7 separate regions of the Mus musculus genome follow, and all the other regions are linked to region 3. A link is a contact called in public HiChIP or PLAC-seq and promoter capture Hi-C data. All regions are on one chromosome and are shown on one strand. Each heading gives the region's core, a stretch centred on a gene start, on an enhancer-like site or on the middle of the called end of the contact. The rest is flanking DNA. Distances are from core to core; before and after follow the strand shown. Region 1 overlaps Cdk14 (cyclin-dependent kinase 14). Region 2 holds the start of Cdk6 (cyclin-dependent kinase 6). Region 3 holds the start of Cyp51 (cytochrome P450, family 51). Region 4 overlaps Cdk14 (cyclin-dependent kinase 14). Region 5 overlaps Cdk14 (cyclin-dependent kinase 14). Region 6 overlaps Cdk14 (cyclin-dependent kinase 14). Region 7 overlaps Cdk14 (cyclin-dependent kinase 14).

Region 1 (2,835 bases), core at 90-2,589, 770 kb after region 3:
CCCAATTCTGACAAGCTTCTCACAGGGAAATGCAAAGCAGGAGACAAATGAGCCACTTCCAGCAAAAAGGGCTCACTAAGATCAGACACAGCATCCCACCATAACCCAAACTGACATAGTTAGCAAAGTTGCAAGCACTGATTCACCCTCCCACTTACAACTTCAGAAAGCTCCCACTGGCCACTGCCAATGTCTTACCTCCTGGCCTCACCTAAGATGCTTTGCACAAGCCTCAGAACAGCAGCAGAAGCTGCTAGCCAGGGTCTTCCTGATAAAAGGTACCTGGGTTCCCTGCCACCGAGTCCATAGCTTCGCTCCTAGAAGCTGGCTTCTGTGAATCTCTTCACATGTCACCAGTTCTGCCTCGAGTGTGGAAGTCAGACAGACATTTTCTTTTCTCACAGATACAGAAACAGTCTCATGATTTTCAGTTTTTGTTCCTATATGATCTTCCAAGAACGTTTAAAGTGAATCCAAGTCTAGCCCAAAGATAAATGACTACAAAAAGAAACTGATAAAACAATAGCTTTTGTAAAGACTCAAGCTACATTTGGTGCTATAAAACAAAGCATCTATTTTTTCTGACTTCCAGTGTAAAGTTTTATTGTCTATCCTACTTGATCAGTTACAAGTTCAGTTTATATATTGTAAACTTTACAAGCACACCCACATGTATGCATGCAAAGGAAGATACTGGATTTTTTTTTTTTTTTTACTTATTCTTTAAGCTCTGTGTGGAAAATCATTAATTTAAAAGGCAATCACAGCTGCTCATACTACCCCTGCAAACGAATACACTGGCTGAAAAAAAAAAGCTCAGAATATTATCAGAATACTATGTTTTTAGTACATATTTTCCTGTGGACGCTTGGTCTGGGAAGGTACCTCAGATACAGACACCTCATTCCGCATGTGTAGATGGAGACACTTAACACATACCTCCAGTAAAGAACAGACCACTGGATCCCACACAGCACAGCCTAGCTTCAAAAGGAAGACAGCATTCGGAAACCTGGATGTGGGCTCAAGCCACAGGCCCATTGCACCAGATGAAAGACAAGGTGGGCTGCCTATAGGGAAAACTGCATTGCAGAGCGGCTCAGACTGTTGGCCCAGGCTGGATGTGAACCCCACAAGTTCAGCAGATACCATAAGGAAACAAATGACCCACGCTAATCAAAAACTGCTTTTTTATCTGTCACATAGTTTAAGGAGGGGAACATGTTTTTGGCAAATGAGCTGAGACTTCTTTATGCTGGCAAGGAAAGACTTAAGTGTGGGTTGGTTTTGCCTTGTTTGTGGGCAGTGGAGAGGTGACAGGTCTGGGGTCTGGCCCATTCAGTCTTCCGGGCTTCAGAGTACTCTGCATAAGAACAAAGGGGGCTTGGGTTCAGGCGGCAACTGGAGCCATTTTCACCACACAAATTTCCTTCTTTTGTGCTGGCAGAAGAGGATACTTTGAGGCCTTTGGGTTTAGAGGGTCTTCAAACAGACAATAGTGTGCAAACAGCCCTCAAGAACATAAACTTCACGGAACAACCCCAAGGCTGAGCCCACGGCTTTGAGAAAGGCCTCTTCTGCTGATTTACCCCTGCTCTTCAACCTGAACAAAGCCCAAACCACAATACTAAAATCTCCTTTCTTTGGATTAAACTTCCTTTGCAGGGAAAGTATGCAAATGCTACACAGGCCCCCTGTTTGAGGCTGTTCTTACTGAGATAGCTTTTCTCTGCCTAACTCCCCCAGCTGACCCTCCACTGCCCAACAGGAGATCAGCCCTCCAACTCAGCATCTTTCAAACCTCTGACAGGCAGATCCCTGGCATGCCACAGCCTCTAGAAGAGGCTCATTTGGTCCTAGTTAACTATTCCATGCATAAATCCTGAGGTGTATGGGCCTTGTGCTAGGAGCTAAGGAGTGCAGCATTCATCACACCTCTCATTTCAACCTACGCCCCTGAGCAGCCTCTTCCCGCCAACTGTACACACCCTCTCACCCCTTGCGCCCACCCCATTTTCTTTTTCTGCTCCTCCTTGGGAACATTGTAAATGAAAAGGTGGAATGAAGTGGGAAACCGGAAACTATAGGAAAACAGGCAGTTCAAAGGTAGACATACTGAACACTGGGACGACCTGTAGAAAATCACAAAGAAGGTAAAAGGGAGTTTAAAGTGACACAAAGTAGTGTTGTTGGCAGAAATACAGAAGCATATAGCACACCCAAAATACACACAAACACACACGAATGCACACATACTCAACATACTCATGCATACACACAGAGAGAGAGAGAGAGAGAGAGAGAGAGAGAGAGAGAGAGAGGGAGAGGGAGAGGGAGAGGGAGAGAGAGAGAGAGAGAGAGAGAGAGAGAGAGAGAGAGAGAGAGATACGCACATCATGACTATATTTATGTAAAAGAGCCATGTAAGAAGCCTGTGTTAGATTGCTGGGTAAAGATTCCTACAAATTCATTTCCTTAATGTTGATTCTTCTCAAAATTAACTCTCAATCTCTATTACAAATAACTGGTAAAATCAAAAGACAATGACTTCGTGCCTCTTTAACATTCAGACAAGACAGAAATTAGTTCATAAATCTAAATTTCTGGCCACTTGCTAAGTTTCAGGTCCTGGCAAGTAGGTGGTTGTCCATTTAAGACTGTTCATGTTCTTGTAGGCAGACCAACTCCACCACCATCAGGAGACATTTAAGATGAGGTTGGGTGATACAAATATTATTTACTTGAAAGACTTTCCATCAGCCAAAATCTATTTAATTTTTGTCCCCTTGAATAATCAAGAAGACAGGCCTTTCTGGACACACTGCCATCTGCTCA
Region 2 (2,901 bases), core at 358-2,857, 760 kb before region 3:
TCGGGGTCCCGCGGGCGGCCTCCCCTTACTGCGCTGGTGGCGACCCTTGCGGCGTTTGGCAAGGCTTCGGGAGAGGCTCATGAAGGATTTCATTGAGTGCTAAGACAGAGATCAGAGACAGAAAGCAGAAGGAGGCGGCTGCAGCCTTTGTAGTCGCGGAGGAATGCGGAAATGTTGAAGCGCTATGTCAAACTTTTTTGAAATGGGGTCAAGTCACATTCAGCCAGCGTGGGAAAGCAACAACAACTACGAAAAAGTGGAGGAGGGGAGGGGGCTAGGCACCGCCGCTCCGGTCCGGGGGGTGTAGGCCCGCGGGGGTGGGACGGCTGCCCCCTCCTGGAGCCTAGGCTGGACACCGGCAGAGGGGGAGGGCGGGCGCCAAGGCCGTTGCTCCCGCTACCTGTGTGGCCCTCGACCTGGCTCGGACCCCCGGGTGAGGGCTGGAGGGTCCTTTCCGCAGCTTTTTAGGAAAGCTCTCAAAGGAACGGGGAGTGGCCCTGCCTTGGCCGGGCGGTGCTATGCTGGCATCCAGTGGGGGTCGCTCCATGTGTTCTTTAATACCAGGCAGAAGAGCGTGGTGGTGGGGGGGATGGGTACGGGGCAGGTAAACGCATGCAGACCGTTCCGGACACGCGGCTGTGGTGGAACAAGGTCCAGCCCAGACTAAGGCCGCTGTGGGACGGGAAGGCTCACTCGGTCATCCCTAAACAACAGAACGGGGAGGGGGCGCCCGACCGCGCGCGTGGGACCTAGCCTCTGGCCTTTGGAGAACAGAGCGACTGTCTCAGCTACCGACATTCAGCCGCCCAGGATACCGGGCGGGGATTCGGAAGTCTCGACACAAGGGCAGCCCCTTCTCACACCGGGGAGACCTACGTTTACTGCCCCCTACCCCCACCGTCGTAAGGGCGGTTGCTTTTGCACGGCTTGAAAACTTAAGGACCAGTCCCGATTAGCTAGCAAAGTCCCGAAGTTACTTTTTCAGGACAGGACGAGTGAAAGTGTGACGTACCTTCCTTTCCCACATCCTTCGGATCTTTGTGTTTGTGTATGTGTGAGGTGGGGAGCACGACACTACTCCCCTTCCAGGACCCCTCGCTCTCCCACCTCTAGTAGCCCCAGCCCTCCCCTACCAGATGGTCTGTCCTCGCTGAGTTTCCACCAGGGAGGTCCTCCGAATCGGAGGCAGAATTTCGTCTCCCACTAAGCTTGCCATACCCCAAAGACCATTTGTGAGAGCGAGTCCCTTTCAAATGTCTCCCTGTAGAAAAACTGAAAGTAGAAAAGAAAGGAAGCAATTTCCGAGCAGATGTCTGACCACCCCTACTCGCATACTCGCAGCATCGGGTTACAGGGTTCTAGGAGCCCCAACCCCGTTCTGCGGCCCCACGTGGGTGAACCCCCGGTGCTTTTACGCCAGCTTCCGAACTCCCCCAGGTCGCCCCATACCCTGCACGACCAGGCCCCTGGAGTCAGGGAGGGCAGCGGAGAACAATAATATAGGTATAAATATTGAGCCGTGACATTGACGCGCCCGGCGCCTCCCCTCCCCCGCGCTCCGGGCACACTCTGGGCTGCTCGGCACGCCCCCTCTCGTCCCGCTGCGTCCCGCGCTGCGCTCATCCCCGAGGGGCCCCAGCAACCTCTCCTTCGTGAAGACTGCACGAGCCCTGCTGTGGAAGAAAAGTAACTTGGTTTTTCTCCGAGAAACCCGGCCCGATTAGGCAACCAGTGCGAGTAGAGGGAGGAGGAGAGGAGCTGGTGGAACCCTGTGGAAGTCTCCCGGGCAGTCTGATCACACTTTCTCCTTGTCCTCCGGTCTCCTCCTCCTAGGTGCAGAGATTGTGGGCAGACTATGTAATCGCTGCGGAGGGGGAAGAGGAGGGATCGGCGCTCTCCTGCGGCGGCGGCGCGGCGACTCGGCTAGGCGGAGTTTCGCAGCGGCTGCGCCCGGCTTGCACCCGCGGGCGAGAAGGTCGGTCCGTCTAGCCCGGCGGCCGCGAGTCCGACTCCCCGAGGCGTGTAAGGCAGCGAGTGAGCACCCCGGTTCCACTGTGCCGCACCCGCAGCCTGAAGCCAGCATGGAGAAGGACAGCCTGAGTCGCGCCGATCAGCAGTATGAGTGCGTGGCGGAGATCGGCGAAGGCGCCTATGGGAAGGTGTTCAAGGCCCGCGACCTGAAGAACGGCGGCCGCTTCGTGGCTCTGAAGCGCGTGCGAGTGCAGACCAGTGAGGAGGGCATGCCGCTCTCCACCATCCGCGAGGTGGCGGTGCTGAGGCACCTGGAGACCTTCGAGCACCCCAACGTGGTCAGGTGAGCCGGGAGCCCTGGCTATGGGGTCCGGGAAGGTGCTGGGCAAGGGGCGGCTGGTGGCCCAACTAAAGTTAAGAGTTGAGTTTCCCCAGATAAAACCGGTGACTCTGTTAGACAGGGCAGAAAAAGAGACCTGCGGTGGCTTCCGGGCAGCCAAGCTATTCTGAAGAGCTTTCGCTCTGCGTGCCCCAAGGGTTCCGGGGGGGCGTTGGGTGTCTTTTAGGGACAAAACCAGACAATCCCTCCAGCCCTTACTTAACTTTCCCCGTCGGTGGGGGGATTTTTGAGAGACAGAGTGAGATAGTTATCCAGCTTGCAGATAATTAGAAGGAAACTTTAAGGGTGGAGCATAATGTAAATAAAGTTTAAGAAATGTGTAAGAATGTGTTTGCCAATCAAACCCACAGTGGTGACTTTTTTTTTATAGTTGTAGAATGGTTTCTGATGGTCTTAGAAGTTCAGAAGTTTAGACTCTGACACCTAGTGTTAAACATTGTTTGAAAAATGTCTTTCAAGGCTGGGTACTGGGAACACTGAACCAGGAAGATCCAGAGTTCAAGACCCTCCTGAGCTACAAAAGACCCTGT
Region 3 (3,033 bases), core at 404-2,903:
AAATTTTAGTTTTCATTTTATTAATAGGAAAGTTTCATATGATAGCCTGCTTAAGAATAATGTTTAAAAAAACCACACACACACACACAGTATAGTTAGACAAGGTTTAGCCTCAAAAGAACTCAAAACAGAAATGACTACACAGGAAGGCACTGCACACTCAAGGGGTGAAGGCTGGAAGATATGCCAAGGTGAGCCTTGGCTACATAACAAGTTCTACAGCCACCCTGGGATATAATAAATATCTCAGAAATGATGATGATGATAGTGAGCTTTTGAAATGTATCTAATGAAAGTAAGAAATAGTAACTGCCTATCGATCCCTTGGGTTCAGAGATTAGTTTTAAAGCAACTTGGTTGGAACTTAACGCTGGGTTAAGTTTTTACATCCCATTGTCAGTTTCGAAGGGATGGTTTTCAAAGCTACCAAATGTTGATTACAAGGGTATTCATGAACTATATTTGGAAGGCTTGAAATTAGTGGTTTGGTGTAGCGCTAAACTAGAGAAACAGTATTTTAACAGCATCACAGGAAAGCGCTTCCCACACTCTCAAGTCACTTATGAACTGTCTGCAATTTCCCTGACACTGCTATTAATCATCGTTATGCCCAATAGCCCACAGTATACTAAACACACAGGGCAGTATCAAGAGTGATGGCCACCGGGGATGCAGCTACCCTTAACTTGCCATCAAGGCCCTCACAAAGAGCCCAAACACCTCTGACAACCAACAGTAAAGTCAGTACAGTGCTCTGCACTTAAGAGTCATGGATGGCCAAGGCAATCAGACCAGCCAAATCCATCCAGCAAGGCCTCCAGTCTGCACATCCATCACTGACTACAAACGCTGCAAAGTAGGATCCTAGCCAGAAGTTCAAAGCCGCTATCACAGCAGAAACGGCGACGGCCAGCACAGCCCCCGAGTTCAGGTTCCAGCAAGGAGACCAGAAAGACCACCACAACAGCAAAGATCAGGCACGGGCGTCTGCAGCCGCCACCCCAGCCTCCCGCGCGCCCGCCACCGCTAGCGCCCCCCGAGCCCGCCCGCTTAGCCGGGGCACAGACTGAGGACCCCGAGGTGCACGTACCGCTCCAGCGGGCAGCTGGACCATGTGGCCCACGGCGAGACGGAACAGGTAGACGAGGCTGAGAGTGAAGGCGCAGGCGATGAGCAGCGTGGAAAGCAAGTTGCCTCCTGTCACCTGCTCCATCGCCTGTCCGAGCACCCAGCCGCCTGACTGCAGCAAGCCCAGAAGTACCATCCCGACCGTCGCTTCGATCCGCCCGGTAGGCTGGGGGCCGAGGTCGCACACCGCTTCTCGGAAAAGATGGAGCAGGAGAAGCCGGCAGATAGAAGTCGGGAGGCGGCCCCGGCCTGATGGCTTAGTCTGGCCCGGGCCCTTCACACGCCCACAGACAGCTCGCGCGCCACCAGGACGTCACAGACGGGGCGGGGCTTCTGGTGGCCACGCCTCCGTCTAGGTGCGGGGATTCTTGCGCCACCGAGGGGACCTGAGGAAGCAGGCTCTACCGTGGCACTTGGACTCGGTGAAGAAAGTGATGGCTGCACAAATGATCGCGCCCCGAGAACCGCAGACCACGAGGTCCCGCGTGCTTAACGAGCACGGCCCCGGCAGCGGGCACGGACGAGCCTGGCGGAGGGATCTCAGGACCAGATTGGTGGCGGACAGCGGCAGAGGCGAAGGCGCTCTGTGATTGCACCACGCGCTGCTGAGGTGATCTCGGCCTATGTGGCGTCAGCAGAGCTGGCGGCCCGGGCACCGCCCCCTCCGTGGGGCGCCCGCCTCTGCGGCTATTCGCGGAGATGTCACCTCTGGGCTTTGTGAGACCAGCCCTTCGTGAGCCCTGCACCACGAATCTTGGAAAAAAAAAAAAAACACTCCTGCAGATGCAACCTGGAGGGTGAGACCATCGGATCACCCGTACAATCTGCTTGACAGGTTGTTCGTGTAGGGCCACATTGCTAGCAAGTGATAGTTGTTTGGTGTGCTGCTGTACCAAGACAAGTCTTTTAAAATAAATACAGGCCATAAAGTAAACTGAGGCAGATGTCCCCAAACTCCTGTTCTGATAGCTGGATCTGAAGCAGGAGTTACCCTGATCTCACTACAAATAAAGCACCTCTGATGACATGTTTCCAAATTAACCCTCCTTCCAGATCTTTGGCAGGTACATTTATTTATTTAACCAGGGTTAAGAGCTAGATTTTTTGCTAAGTTTGGAGATGATTGTGCAGTGATTGGCAAAACTGCAAGCACCTCCAGGAATGAGTAAGATGGTCCAGCCACCGTCTAGATAATTCCACCTAGAGAGCTCACATTTTATCGTAGTCAGTCAGTGAAGCCCACTCATTACCTCTTCCCTAGGGTGACTGCCACCTGCCTATGTAGGAAGTGCCTAGTAGGAAGTCTATATAGGATGGACACTGCTGTATACCAATATCCTCCTGCCTCAGATCAGTCACAAAATCTTGTAACACTCCATTTTTATTGTCACTGCTGTAGGTAAGAGCCTCTTTATTTCTGGCAGTAGTATCTACAACAGGAATTTTGCTCACTCATTTCTAAGCCTGTCTTGTGTGCTACGTCTTGACTTACTGGAGTGACTTCAGGCCATTGTTGAACTTGAAAATTGCTAGGGGAAAGACCAGTTCCACAATTATCCAATTAAAGAAAGCTTTATTTAATACTGGCCAGGAAGATGGACACTGGCCAGGTCCATACCCATGATTCCCAAAGAATGGCCTCAAGCTACATTAGACAGGTGCCTGTAGAGGCCAAGCCCACAAAGCTATGGTGCTTCCAGCCTTAGTCCACTGGGGACAAGCATCCTTCCAGTCAATGCATCTCCTGCCTGTGTATCATCAAGCACCTCCTGTGCAGCTGGTGCAACCAACCTTGTCTACGGAAGTGAAAGTACATGAACAACAGACTCCAGAATACCAGGATGTTATCTGTCAGTGGGCAAGTGGGCCTTAACATTGCACACTAGGAATCTCAAATATGGAAAT
Region 4 (2,921 bases), core at 86-2,585, 720 kb after region 3:
CAACTCCAGAGGATGAAGAGATAGCACAGAAGATAAAATGCTTGCTGTGCAAGTACTAGGCCTGGATTTGAGATCTTACTGAGCAGCTGAAACTGGCAAGCTCTGGGTTCAATGTGAGGCCCTGCCTCAGTTAAAGTAAAGTGGAGAGCAACTTATGATAACATCTGCATGTGCAGACATCTGTGTACCCACACATGTGTACACATGTGAACACATATACACACTCAGGGATGCCACACATACACATAAAAAATAGCAAGGAGGGGGCTGAAGAGATGGCTCAGTGGTTAAGAGCCCCAACTCCTCTTATGAAGGTCCTGAGTTCAAATCCCAGCAACCACATGGTGGCTCACTAGAAAATCTGACGCCTTCTTCTGGTGCATCTGAAGACAACTACAGTGTACTTATGTATTATAATAATTAAATCCTTGGGCTCGAGTGAGCGGGGCCAACTGGAGCAAGCCTACAAATTCAATTCCCAACAATTACATGAAGGCTCACAACCGTCTTTACAGCTACAGTGTACTCATATGCATTAAATAAGTCTAAAAAAAAAAAAAAAAAAAAAAAAAAAACAAGGAAAGAAAGAAAGGTAACTCCAAACGCAACATGTAGACAAGGGGAAAGGGTTCACTTTGCCCAGCCAATGACCCAGAAGCAGCAAGTGGCTGATGTTGGTGTTGGAGGAGGGTGTTCACACGTCAGCTTGTGGATGCACATGGAGGCAAGAAAGCTGAGAGGCTGACCAGGGTGGCTGAGTAGAAGCTCTTAAAGGAGTTAGACTTTATGCTATGTGTAGTGAAACAGTGCTTTGAGCAGGAAAGTCTTATGACCCAACCCAGGGAAAGACGTGTGCACCTCACAGTTCTGAATTCTTGAGGTCCTGCCACAAGCGTAGTAAGCAACCCATGTCCTCTTTAAGCTACCATAAAATCAGGGACTTCAGCTGCTTCTTCCAGCGACTACTGCAATTGCTAAGTACTGGGTTTCATAACACTAAATGCTGAAATGTTTTATTTTACCCATGAGGAGTATTCAGCGTGAGGGATGAATGAAGACATAGAAATTAAGCTCCCTTCTAAGGACCATAATTTTAAAGACCTAGCCCTGGGGACAATTTGGAGAATTTCATGCCCCGAGAAGATGTATTAGGTGCTTGGTAAATAGCTTGTTCACTCCCGTCTTTCTATAAAGTCAAAAGGAAGAAATGTAAGAATAACACAATCTTTATTGCTTTGCTATCCTTTATAATTCAGACATGATCAGCTGTCTTTGATTAACACACAACCTCAGACAGACTTTCTAATTGCAGCACTTGGCGTTCTGAAATGCCACCAAACCCTGGAAAGAGCAACTGTACTAAATTAGCAAACATCGCCACTCTGTCACTCTTCTAGGTTCACAAGAAGTTGCAGCTCATTAAAAATGTGGAGCCTGTGATGTCTGACGACTAAGACATTCGCATTAACACAGTTGGTTTCCTCCTGGTGTAAAACAATAGACATGCCAACAACTCAGTGGGTTTAGTGCCAGAGCAAAGAACAGGGGTTGCCGGCCTGGGGTCAGTGTCTCAGTTCCACTAACAACAGAGCTGGAGAATGCAGTGAGGAGCCAGTGAGCTCCAGGCTCGCGGGATTAAGGGCTACTTCATGCTTTTATACTATCCACTGCGGTAGACTGAAACAAAAGCACCAAGAGCATTCAGTGGATGCAGCTTCTACGACGGGAGGCGATGCGGTGCCCCTTCGCCTTGCCCCGCACCAGCACCCCACACAACGCAGCAGGGCAGGAATGTGACATTTTCTCTTTTACACCTGTGAGTGGGGAGCACATCCCAGAGAGATCTTATTTCCTCTTCACACAGATGCTAAAGAACAAAGCCACGTCTTGTCTGGGTTGTGCTGTTTGTTTTCCAGTCTGCTGGCATTAAAACTGCACCCTAAGCACCTATCACGTCTCCTGACTTCCTGTTAAGTCCTTTTCAAAAGCTCTGGCTGTTCTATCCCGGGTGTCATTTGGAATTAAAGAAAAAGAACCTACTTGCTTGGTTGTTTCATGTTATCACAGGGGGAAATCACCCCAGTTCCCTTTAGAAATAATGATTAAACAGACAGCATATTGTATAAAGTCTATTGATTGAAAAGAGGGTACATCCAATGAGCTCTAGTGAGCCAGTTTGGTTTCATTCCTTTGGCGAATTCTGGAGTCAGGTGCCCTGCATGCTGTCACAGAAATGAGTATGGGCCTGAAATACCAGCTCAGAAATACACTTTCATTTTTTAAATACTCACCTCCCATATTTTAGCAGGACAGTCAATAGAATTCTCATAATCAATTTTTTGAGTACCTTTGCCCAAACAAGATATAAAACACATATGTTTTGACTAATATAATAAAGCTAAATTGGTCTCGATCAGAACTTTGTTAGCAAGAGCAATTCTAATAAGGTTGGTTTTTAGGCTCTGGTGTATGTTGGGTAAAATGTGAAGGAGAAAAATGGTGGCCTTTCCCTAGACCTTTCAGTAGACATGGTGTTTGAAGTGAGATAAGGCATTACTATGGGGGGCGGGGGTGTTCTCTGAGCAACCAGACAAAGAAATTGAGATTGCTTCAGAAACAACAGAAAGCATGCCTTTATATTAGAAGAACCTTCAATGAAATTGCACAAATACTACTGACCCTGACAAAAGAGACAACTGTGAGCACTCTCTGGAGGGCTGTTACGCTAATGGTACCCCTGTGTCATAATAATCTCTTGACCATAAAGCATTTGCTACTCATATCCAAACCTATAGAGTCTGAACTTCTAGTTATAGGTTGCTTCCAAATTGAATGAATAGCTATCCAAACTTTGAAACTGGATTCTTGAATATCAGCCCTCTTTCTATTCTCACCAAAATGCCAGTGGGCGATAAACTAAT
Region 5 (3,037 bases), core at 183-2,682, 810 kb after region 3:
CTGTGGCGAGCAGGAAGCTGGCGTCTGCCATATTTTCTGAGCGTAGTGAAGGAAGATCAAGGGGATTAGAACAACAGCAGAGAGGTGAATCCTTCAGGGAGCTCAGCAAGGGGAGAGAGCTGTGAGTCTAACCCCTGCCAGTTCCCAACAGAGGACAGAGACAGAGAACACACGGAGGAGAAAGCAAGAGATACCGGCAAGAGGCAGAGCCGCTCAGGAGGGAACGGCATGGCGCCTGCAGTCGGAAGAGGTGGGAGAGGTGGGAGAGGGTTGTCTTCTCCATTCTCTTTGATACTCTTCCTCTGCAGACTTATTATACTCAAGAGCTACAGCCTTCTCAGAGTGTTTATCAGTATAGACATTTTATATATATGCACACACGCTCTACATTTATAAATATACAATATAAGTATATACTTGGTAATACTATATATGTATATATATGTATATATAGTGTATATATAGTATATTGGCTTACACACACACACACACACACACACACACACACACACGTATACCAAGGAAGATCTCCAGACATCTAGGTGTAAAATGCAATGTCTCTTAGACATTATGCCCATGCTTGTATAAGCCTGGTATACATTCGATAAGCAAATACTTCACATATGGATTTACAACTGTGTTACTGAATATGGTCGCCACTAGCTACATGTGACTCTTTACATATCAGTCAAGCAAATTCAAATTGAGTTGAAGTTGAGCTCTCCATGCAGACAATCTAGTGGCTCCCACAGTGGGTACTGCTGATGTCTGTATTAGAAATGTCAAGCCAAACTTTCAGTTATTACCAGGCTTCCTGAGCATAATCTCTTCTAAAACTCTGTGCTAAGAACAGACAGTGATTCCTCCCTCATGCATAATTTTGAGCATATCTTCTCTGAAGCAGGCAAAGTGGATTATATCTGAGCTAGCGCGGGCTGGGCTTGCTCTGCCTCACCCACGGCTCATGACTACATAGGGAATCCTTTACCGCCATGTAAACAGAATGGCTTCCTATGATGCCCTGTTTATTACTCATTGCCTCAAGGCTGTCAATATGTTACTTTCCACGGTGGCTGGACTTTACCACTGACCAAGGCTACTCACGCTGGAACACAGAGAGAAACCTAGTCTGCATGTGACTCTGCCTTCTGTGCTGCAGACATTCAGAGTGCTGCCTCCCAGAAGGGTGGGATCACAATTTTAGACAACATTCTTAGTCCATTGGTACCTTGGTCAAAGAATGCAATTGCCACTTCATGCTGGCAGAAGCAGAGCAGCCCTGCTGGAATCTGCTCAGGACACAGCTCAGGAAAGGCCTCTCCTGGCAGCCTACCTGCCCCCGGGAGCTCTGGGAGCTTCAGACACTACTGCTGGGTGCTCGTCCTTAATGAGCTGCCCAGCAGAAGGACGGCATTAACCACACCAGAAGCCAGTGTACTTTTGGATGAAGAGGCCAAAATGTAATCCAAAGGATGAAAAACAATGACTGTTGCCAACTCCCAAGCCTGGCACAAACTGCCAATTAGCAAGAGAGAAGATAGCTATTTCCTGTCCATCAGAAGAACAAAACCTGTCACCTGACATACAGCCAACGGCATGGGGCCTGCCCTCAACCACCCCCAGGAACCGTTAATGACAATGGGTTTTTGCTACCCCCCAAAAGGGGAGAAGAAATCTGGCTATGACACAAAATAAAATCAGGGTCTAAGTCCCTCAGGGCAGTGAGAGCCCGCAGAGGAGCTAAGAAGGCTGACTTGCAGGAAGTGAGTGGGTGACTGGCAGAGCCATCCCCTTGTACTTAGCTGTGAATCCAACTTTCCTCCTACAACAGGAAAGTCCCCAGTAATGCTCAAGGAAGGCGTGAGCTGGAAGACTGTGCTCAGAATCCTGAAACATCTTCTTCTTCCATCGAGGACTGTAACCAGGTTTCCACTCTGTCCTGCTCTCTGCTGCATGAAAGCCCAGGCTGAGAAGGATGTCAAATTTGAAAGAGATCTTTCTACCCAAAGATGTGATAAGAACAAATAAAACCTGGCTATTTCTAAGTATACCACAATTGGACTCCTTTCACAGGACTCACAGGGGGATATTTCCCAAGCCATAATTTTTCAATTGCATTGATCACTCGCCTCTCACCCTGTTTTCATATTGCTATTACTGATCAGTAATTGGAAAACCCTTCAGCTAGTTCTCTTTATCACAGAACTGGCCCCAACCGTATGTTTTCACACAATCCAATTCTATCTGGGTTTGGGCGTTCTAGGACACGGTCCAGGGCCCACACAGTATCTCTCACTATTTGATCATCTCCCATTTCTTCTCAGCACTCCCTGTTTGCAAACTCCTAGGGACTTCCCTGGATGTGCCTGGTGCGCAGCCACACAACGCTTTGAGGACCCAAACTAATGAGTCATTATTATGAAGACGAATGTCCCCAGGAGCTGCTTCAGTGGTGTTTGAACAAGCAGGGGAGCTCTGGGGCCTTGAAGCCATACCACTCATGTGTGTCCAAGACCAAATATGACAGCTGTTTGCTTACAGGTTGAAAATGACATTTTCGAGAGAACAGAATGTGGTGAGAAACTAGACTGGCTCTACACATCCTTCTATTGCTGCACTGAAATCTGCACAAACAGGCAGCTGGTAATTGCAGCCATCCTCAAATTGTGAGAGGATATGATTCCAAAATGTCAGCTTTAGAGCTGACCACCCCATACTCCCTTACCTCAAAGCCAATCAATGATGCAGAGAATAATTTTCTTCGAAATATTATGAAGGGAACTCTCCAGGCACTAAATAAATTAAAACAACTACTTTGAAGTAAATAGAATTATAACAAAAGTCGTCAAGACTGAACAAAATGTGCGAGTGGATGACTTTTAGATCTGGCTGACTCAGCTGCTCCCCCTAGTGTCCAGACTGTGTTCTTACCTCACTGGATTGCTCTGCTGGCCAGGAATGTCCATCTCTAACCTACTTACTTCATAGCATATTGCTTTGTTAGGTACATTCTAAGTCAACTTCGAAGGTGTCAAAG
Region 6 (3,088 bases), core at 161-2,660, 790 kb after region 3:
AAGGATCGACCTTTAGAAAGGAAGTAAGATAGATGATAAAGGAAATATAGGCTGGGAATGCTTAAGATATTAATGAGGGTTTGAATGCATAAGGAAAGCATCAGGTTAATACACCCATAGCTACCTTGGCGGGGAGGGGCAAGAAGCACACGTAAGTGTGAGATAGAAAAAGAAAAGTTAGGTTAAGAAGACTCAGGGGAGTTGTTACTTAGGATTTGGATCCAAAGAAAGGGTGGCTGACTGTTGCTATGGAGAATCCAATGCTGCAGGGGAGTCATAAATTCCAGAGACAAAGGAAGTAACTTCCTGTCTACTATAAGTGATGTATGCATAAGAATTAATAAATGCCTTATAAATATTTATCTATCTATGCCGTATGCTATTTTTAAGGCAATCAGGAAATATGAAATATCTCTAACGGGTCTTTGGAACATATCACCACTGAATAAAAATATTCCTACTGCTGCCACAATGTTTTTCAAAATTTCACAAGAATTCTGCTTCACACTTGGGAAGAAAGCTGAGATCCTCCCAGCCATAAATCCTTCCCCAAATACTTTAAATGTAATTGAAAAAGCCTGTGTAAATATGAGTACTTTTGTAAAAACAAAACAAAAACCCACCCAGGAATGTGTTTTGTTTTAAAAAGATCTAGAGAAGAGCTGTCTGTACAAATACCAAGAACATGTGTAGCTAAAATGAATTCCATGTCTTCAGCTCTTACATGTCAATTCAGTGTATTTGCCAATTGCCAGTTCGGGTCCTCAGTTCACTGCCTAGCAGTGCTTTTGAAGGTTATTGTTACAACCAAGATGGTCTCTGAAAATCAAACAGAAATGAATCATTTTTCCTCTGTGTACTGCAGCCAGTTAAAATAGTACTGTATGCAGAAAGCACTAAATATGTAAATCATATTTTCCTTTATGACTGCTCAGATCATTTTTTTGGACACACACATAATCAAATACAAAGACGCGCAGCTGCCGACTGCAGAGGAGAGATAGCAAAAAATGAATCCATTTTCTTTCTGTGTCTGGTAAGCTAGCAATTGAATGGCAGGACTCCAATAAATATATATACACACAATTCCCCTTCTGGCTTGAGCGATTGAATCCTCTCTCTCTCTCTCTCTCTCTCTCTCTCTCCTCTCTTTTCCTCTCTCTCTCTTCCTCTCTCTCTCTCTCTCTCTCTCTCTCTCTCATCTCTCTCTCACACACACACCCACCCACACAGAATGCATACACACAAACACACAACCTTATGTTTATGCAACATGAATGAGCCCATCTATCTACATGCATACTACACATTGATGACCAAGGGCTCCGATTGGATGCTGGAGTCCTACTCACTATCAGTCAGCTCCCATAGCCGTGGAGGCAGATCGCTGAAATACTCATGGCTCAAGGCGGCCTGTGCTGATAGCCTGTTCTTTGGGGAACACTGGAGAAGCTTGGAGGCCAAGTCTTCAGCATGATTTACATAGCTGAGCCTGAAAACAAGCAAAAACAGAGAAAACATCAGACCGAAGGAGACAGTCACTAAGTACGACTTAAGGCTCATGCCACATCTTATGTACTTCAGTTTATGTCTGGCCAGGGAAACAACTTAAATTACCTGCTGAAATAAACAAACTGAAGGCACATGCACCCTTCCACTGTGTGTTATCCTAAAATGTCCTTTTCTCTAGATATGCTAAGGATTGTTGACTTAAAATATTTTGACTGTAAGCAAAGTACTGATTATTTCAGAATGGATGAAAGTAAGTTCAGAAGTAGAAAATTATAGATGACAGTTTATCAAATAGTTGCCAGCATTCATTCATGGACTCTTTGTATGGCATACACATATGGATGCATTTATAGGAAATTAATACCGAATAACTAGGGGAATTAAAATAGAGCTGTTATTAAGTTATTAAATTCTCCGGTTACTAAAATTACTTTCCCTCAAAGAATTTATATTTTCTTGCCTTAAATAATAATAAAATAAAAATACCGAAGCAACTGTCCTGCCAAATGCCAGCCATTCTGATACCGGCATCCAGGTTAACAAACAGATATGCTTAAATGATACGGGGCTCAATCAATTCAAGATGACCTTTAAAACAACAGTAGATAGAGGGTATGTGTCGCAAGATTATAGGAGAAACGGATAGAAGCAAACCCTTTGATGTGGTATCAGCTTTCCATTGGGTGGCAGCCATGCCTGGTCTTCCCAGTTTTGCTTTTCATGGAAACTATTCCGCTGGTCAGAGCAATCAGACATGGAAAATTAACACAACACTGATGAATGGCACCCCCTCTATAAGAGTCCAACCAGGGAATTACCCCCATTTGGTGGTATAGAAAATAGGTAGGGAATGGCAGTGGAATGCTCATTGAGGCAATCCATGTTCTCCAAAGGCGTTTACCCACACATCTCTGTTTCTGCAAGCAGTGTTAACTCTACCAACTCCCAGAGGCAGCCAGACAGGGCTGGGGCTTGGGGCCAAGCTGCTCCGCCAGTAATTTCAAAAGCCTTGAAGGTGCTAAGCACACCATTAGCCTCAGCCTCCAACTCCACACTCTCACATTTTTGTAGTGGGAAGGGAAGGCTTCTAGGAGGGGGCTGTGGAAGGGGAAAGGAGCCGATGCACTCAGGCAGACACAAAAGTGGAGCTTTACATCTTCCCATCACAAGGTGTCATGAATGGATGGATCCATTGCTGCAATGGATGTTTGCTTCACTTGTCTCTTTCATTTACAGACAGATCCCAGGACTGGCTTTAAGTGTCTTTGTCTAAGAGACATCTGTCCACAGGAAAAGGAGTCGTTTTCAAAGCCCTTCTTCTCTCCCTTACAGAGGGGTCTAGGTCACCAACACTATCCCTTCCTGTCTCAAGACCTCTCATGCTTACAAATTTGTCATTAACAGCTCTAAAACTCAAGTTTGAAATAGACAGACTTCACAGTAAAGGCATAATTACACTGAAGGTGCTGTTTATAAATTACATAGTGAACATCCCATCCCTATCAATTTTATATCATTTTGATAAAATAGAGCATTCGAACCAGACTGCAATCAGATTTGAGTTTGGGACCTGACA
Region 7 (3,088 bases), core at 336-2,835, 840 kb after region 3:
ATCTGCACAGTTAGAGTGGGTTAAATCCGTGCAGCAGGAAACTGTAGCAATCAGAGACAACAGGGAGCCCAGCGAATTCTATACAGTGACACGGGGAGATCTGTAAGATACACTAGTGAGAAAAACAAGACACAACTGTAGTTTGTGTAAGAATATAATATATATTCACAAGCAGCTAATGCATCAGAGAAGGAGCCTCGTGTCAGGGAGGGCAGTGGATTCTGGGGAAGTGGGCAGATGGGTGAAAGGGCAGAGAGAAAGCTTTGCACTATGGGATTGTTCCATTGTTCAAAATGAATAAATTTATTCTGTTAAAGAGTCAAGGAGATGTCTCAGTGGGTAGAGCCGCTTGCCATCAAGGCTGATGACTGGAGTTCAATCCCTAAAACCCATATGGTGGAAAGAAAGAACTAATATATGCAAGTTAGCACACACACACACACATGCACACAATTTCTTTTTTAATTAAAGAAAGTATGCTCTTGTAGCTTTCCTCCCCTTTTAGAATCTCTGCAGCTCTCTTTGGGGATAGAATATAAAGGTGAGGAGCAGGGTGCGACAGGGGACCCCTAGACTGCTAGTGTCCTTTCCCTTGTGTTTTCTTCCCTTGGAGTATAAAGGCTGTGAAGTCTGAGACTAAGACTCCCTGATGGTCTGGCTGGGCTGTGTAAAAGGGATCAGTCTCCTCTCAGTTTATCATCATGTCTCTGTTATTGGAGCCTTACCCCATCCCGACGTGCTATTCTTCTGGACACCCAATATAATGCCTGCCGTGTCTGCTGCACCACTCACACAGCATTTAACATATCTATTCTCATTTATACATTTCTACCAGAGGAGTGTAAGCAGTCAGTGTAACTCAGAGCACCACTAATTTCTGAATGTTAGGTATGTACAGTGTATACATAGTTCTCCAGCTCCTGGGGCTTGCAATCTGCTAAGTTAATCTGTCTTATACTTTCTGGAAACCATTAAGTACTTCCCTGTGTATGGATGAAGATAAGCTCTATGAACACAGAAATAGAGAAATTGTTTCATATTTTCTAGTCTAGGCATTTGGTAGGTGAAATGACTATCTTACTTGGCCCTTTATGTATATGACTTTATTCATTTAAAACATTATTTGCTTGTTTATCTTGGTAAATGCTAGGACATTATTCTGCCAGTGAGCTAAACTCTGGCTTCTCAGGCTCCTCTATTTTGTGTCTTGGAATCCTAAAATTCCATATCCTAACAAGATTGCTAGCCTGAAAGGCCCACGGTGCTTACAAGAGCCATCTTCTCCCCTTAAAGCTCCACCAGGAATAAGCACACTGACTACACGATGCTTCTTGCTTAATTAAAAAAGAAAGATCTATTATAATAAATTGCCATGTTTCTAGACTTTTTCCGAACATAGAACTCATTTATAATTTTCAGTAAAAGTACAAAGAGCCTTGGGGCTTCTGAAGAAGATAAAAGGATTCTCATCACACTGTACACTTTCAGAAGGAGAATAATGAAGAATAAAAACAGTTCCCAACTCAGTCATTCTTTGGAATTGGTAATTTATTCCTGGAGTCTCCACAGAGGAGACGCAGAAGACACTTGGCTTCCCTCAGTGAATGACTCACGGCTCTGCCTCTGAGAGGGCAGTGGCTACCAGACCCTCCTTGAAATTCCTCTGGAAACTCCATGGTCAATCTACATTTCATGTATTATGTTTTGTGACTCAAAAAGGAACACAACAGGAGAATTATTTTTCCTGGTTTTATTCAATTTCTGACTGCAAATCTTTTATATCTTCAATAAAAATTAAGCTGTTCAGATTTTCAAGTTTCATGACTGCCATCTACTGGTGAGTGAGGAGGTGACAACTTATTTTTGAAATAGGACATCCTCAAAGGCCTCCAGTTTTACACTTAAATATATTGCATTGAAATACAAGATGCTACACAGTCAGAGAATTGGGAGAATTTTTACCATTGAACTCAAATCATTTGGCCATATATTATTTGCATAATTGAAGAAAGGAAAATTTGTTTTCTTTTTTATAATTTATTACATTTTATAAGTATTATAAAAAGTAGTGGTATGTATGAGTTGTCTTCCAATTTAAATTTTGCTCCTGTGTAGGGTGTGTGTGTGCGGGGAGTGTGTGGGTGTGTGGTGATTTCATTGATACTGGGTCTCTTCTTCAATTTCTCTTCATCTTATTTTTTGAGACAGAGTCTCTCACTGAATCTGGAGCTCACAGATTTAGATAGATTTAACCAATCAGCAGGTTCCTGGGGACCTGCCTTTCTTTCTTTAACTAGGATTAGGACTACAGGTCCCATCATGCCCAGCGTCTTTCATGGATGCCAAGAATTTGAACACAGGTCCTTATACTAATGCAGCAAATGCTTTACCATTGTTTTGCCATCTCTCTAGATAAATTTTTCTTTTATAACCAGGGGGGCATGTCTAACTGATAATGAAATTATTAGAGAATACAAGCTCATCTAGACCAGTGGTTCTCAACCTTCCTAATGATGTGACTCTTTGATAATGTCCCTCATATTGTGGTGACCCACAACTATAAAATTATTTTCCTTGCTACTTCCTGGCTGTAATTTTGCTACTGTTATGAATTGTAATGTAAATATTTTTGGAGCTAGAGGTTTGCTAAAGGTGGTCTCGACCCCCAGGTTGAGACCCACTGATCTTGGGAAATCAAACATAGTTCATGAGGCGAAATTCTCTCATGGTAGAGGGGCAGTGAACTTTTTCTATTTTAAGGAATTGTGCAAACACAAGGACAACTCCATTACTGGGATGTTTCAAGGATGCACGTTGCTTGAACATGGCCATTTATATAGTAGCCTTTTACGTACAGGAAGTGCTTAGCATTTACAGTTAATAAAACATACCTGGCTTAAAATGTGGTAAAGAATGAACTCCAGGCCACGTGTCCTCATTCGGTGTTCCAAGAACCTAGTAAAGAACAGGAAATTGTGAAAACAGACATTCTTTCCAAAGCACTCAGAATTCTCAAGTGCAGAAAATAGTACCCTGCATGGTATGAATGTCCGAATGTCTCTCCATTACCATCAGTCATGGTTTTCAT

What was found. Promoter capture Hi-C pulls out the DNA fragments that hold promoters and counts their contacts. HiChIP or PLAC-seq counts read pairs in DNA pulled down with a chosen protein or histone mark.
Region 1: a contact with region 3 is called in an H3K4me3 HiChIP or PLAC-seq map of neural tube, with 6 times the contacts expected there. The contact joins the enhancer-like site here to the promoter of Cyp51 in region 3. A contact is called at or near these places in 10 of 39 promoter capture datasets (the 3T3-L1 cell line, cranial neural crest, frontonasal cranial neural crest and 5 more), 1 of 15 datasets of contacts at CTCF or cohesin (the NIH/3T3 cell line), 1 of 484 Hi-C or Micro-C datasets (nephron progenitors), 13 of 115 datasets of contacts at active chromatin or transcription factors (the NIH/3T3 cell line, astrocytes, bone marrow-derived macrophages and 9 more) and 1 of 9 other capture datasets (embryonic trunk).
Region 2: a contact with region 3 is called in a promoter capture Hi-C map of embryonic stem cells, with 2.6 times the contacts expected there. The contact joins the promoter of Cdk6 here to the promoter of Cyp51 in region 3. A contact is called at or near these places in 3 of 39 promoter capture datasets (the C10 cell line, embryonic stem cells and pre-B cells), 10 of 484 Hi-C or Micro-C datasets (B cells, CD4 T cells, CD8 T cells and 2 more), 4 of 115 datasets of contacts at active chromatin or transcription factors (the 230-238 cell line, the SCID.adh cell line, T-cell acute lymphoblastic leukemia and 1 more) and 1 of 9 other capture datasets (liver).
Region 4: a promoter capture Hi-C map of neural stem cells shows a contact between it and region 3. The contact joins the enhancer-like site here to the promoter of Cyp51 in region 3. A contact is called at or near these places in 10 of 39 promoter capture datasets (the 3T3-L1 cell line, cranial neural crest, frontonasal cranial neural crest and 5 more), 1 of 484 Hi-C or Micro-C datasets (embryonic fibroblasts) and 9 of 115 datasets of contacts at active chromatin or transcription factors (astrocytes, bone marrow-derived macrophages, embryonic forebrain and 6 more).
Region 5: an H3K4me3 HiChIP or PLAC-seq map of forebrain shows a contact between it and region 3, with 14 times the contacts expected there. The contact joins the enhancer-like site here to the promoter of Cyp51 in region 3. A contact is called at or near these places in 14 of 39 promoter capture datasets (the 3T3-L1 cell line, 3T3-L1-derived adipocytes, the HPC-7 cell line and 10 more), 1 of 15 datasets of contacts at CTCF or cohesin (the NIH/3T3 cell line), 33 of 484 Hi-C or Micro-C datasets (the AtT-20 cell line, the C2C12 cell line, the HL-1 cell line and 22 more), 28 of 115 datasets of contacts at active chromatin or transcription factors (the NIH/3T3 cell line, SST interneurons, astrocytes and 17 more) and 3 of 9 other capture datasets (adipose tissue, embryonic stem cells and liver).
Region 6: a contact with region 3 is called in a promoter capture Hi-C map of second pharyngeal arch cranial neural crest, with 8 times the contacts expected there. The contact joins the enhancer-like site here to the promoter of Cyp51 in region 3. A contact is called at or near these places in 7 of 39 promoter capture datasets (cranial neural crest, embryonic stem cells, frontonasal cranial neural crest and 4 more), 7 of 115 datasets of contacts at active chromatin or transcription factors (the NIH/3T3 cell line, bone marrow-derived macrophages, embryonic forebrain and 3 more) and 2 of 9 other capture datasets (adipose tissue and embryonic stem cells).
Region 7: an H3K27ac HiChIP or PLAC-seq map of neural progenitor cells shows a contact between it and region 3, with 16 times the contacts expected there. The contact joins the enhancer-like site here to the promoter of Cyp51 in region 3. A contact is called at or near these places in 13 of 39 promoter capture datasets (the 3T3-L1 cell line, 3T3-L1-derived adipocytes, the HPC-7 cell line and 8 more), 5 of 484 Hi-C or Micro-C datasets (cortical neurons, myocytes, stem cell-derived neural stem cells and 1 more), 19 of 115 datasets of contacts at active chromatin or transcription factors (VIP interneurons, acute myeloid leukemia, bone marrow-derived macrophages and 14 more) and 2 of 9 other capture datasets (adipose tissue and liver).

Annotation. Positions count from the first base shown.
Region 1 is chr5:4,868,777-4,871,611 of GRCm38.p6, forward strand. All of the region lies in intron 14 of Cdk14 (cyclin-dependent kinase 14), which reads right to left. Among named protein-coding and RNA genes, the nearest start is that of Fzd1, 110 kb to the left of the region's middle. Within about 2 kb of position 1,340, at least 9 of the 459 cell types and tissues checked have an H3K27ac peak or open chromatin away from gene starts, as enhancers often do. A contact at or near this core is called in neural tube, where this site is marked.
Region 2 is chr5:3,342,286-3,345,186 of GRCm38.p6, forward strand. Cdk6 (cyclin-dependent kinase 6) reads left to right here and starts at 1,608. Exons shown (of 8, transcript NM_009873.3): 1 at 1,608-1,686; 2 at 1,834-2,314. The coding sequence starts at 2,082. Gm36470 (predicted gene, 36470) reads right to left here and starts at 1,274. Exons shown (of 4, transcript NR_168898.1): 1 at 1,013-1,274.
Region 3 is chr5:4,103,044-4,106,076 of GRCm38.p6, forward strand. It overlaps Cyp51 (cytochrome P450, family 51), which reads right to left and starts at 1,654. Exons shown (of 10, transcript NM_020010.2): 1 at 1,091-1,654. The coding sequence starts at 1,264.
Region 4 is chr5:4,820,061-4,822,981 of GRCm38.p6, forward strand. All of the region lies in intron 14 of Cdk14 (cyclin-dependent kinase 14), which reads right to left. Among named protein-coding and RNA genes, the nearest start is that of Fzd1, 63 kb to the left of the region's middle. Within about 2 kb of position 1,336, at least 41 of the 459 cell types and tissues checked have an H3K27ac peak or open chromatin away from gene starts, as enhancers often do. A contact at or near this core is called in embryonic forebrain, hippocampal neurons, neural stem cells and 1 more, where this site is marked.
Region 5 is chr5:4,915,664-4,918,700 of GRCm38.p6, forward strand. The region is part of intron 12 of Cdk14 (cyclin-dependent kinase 14); the gene reads right to left. Among named protein-coding and RNA genes, the nearest start is that of Fzd1, 160 kb to the left of the region's middle. Within about 2 kb of position 1,433, at least 31 of the 459 cell types and tissues checked have an H3K27ac peak or open chromatin away from gene starts, as enhancers often do. A contact at or near this core is called in cerebellum, cerebral cortex, cortical neurons and 2 more, where this site is marked.
Region 6 is chr5:4,892,676-4,895,763 of GRCm38.p6, forward strand. It overlaps Cdk14 (cyclin-dependent kinase 14), which reads right to left. Exons shown (of 15, transcript NM_011074.3): 13 at 1,353-1,492. Among named protein-coding and RNA genes, the nearest start is that of Fzd1, 140 kb to the left of the region's middle. Within about 2 kb of position 1,411, at least 20 of the 459 cell types and tissues checked have an H3K27ac peak or open chromatin away from gene starts, as enhancers often do. A contact at or near this core is called in second pharyngeal arch cranial neural crest, where this site is marked.
Region 7 is chr5:4,946,641-4,949,728 of GRCm38.p6, forward strand. Cdk14 (cyclin-dependent kinase 14) reads right to left here. Exons shown (of 15, transcript NM_011074.3): 11 at 2,892-2,955. Among named protein-coding and RNA genes, the nearest start is that of Fzd1, 190 kb to the left of the region's middle. Within about 2 kb of position 1,586, at least 31 of the 459 cell types and tissues checked have an H3K27ac peak or open chromatin away from gene starts, as enhancers often do. A contact at or near this core is called in cortical neurons, neural progenitor cells and neural stem cells, where this site is marked.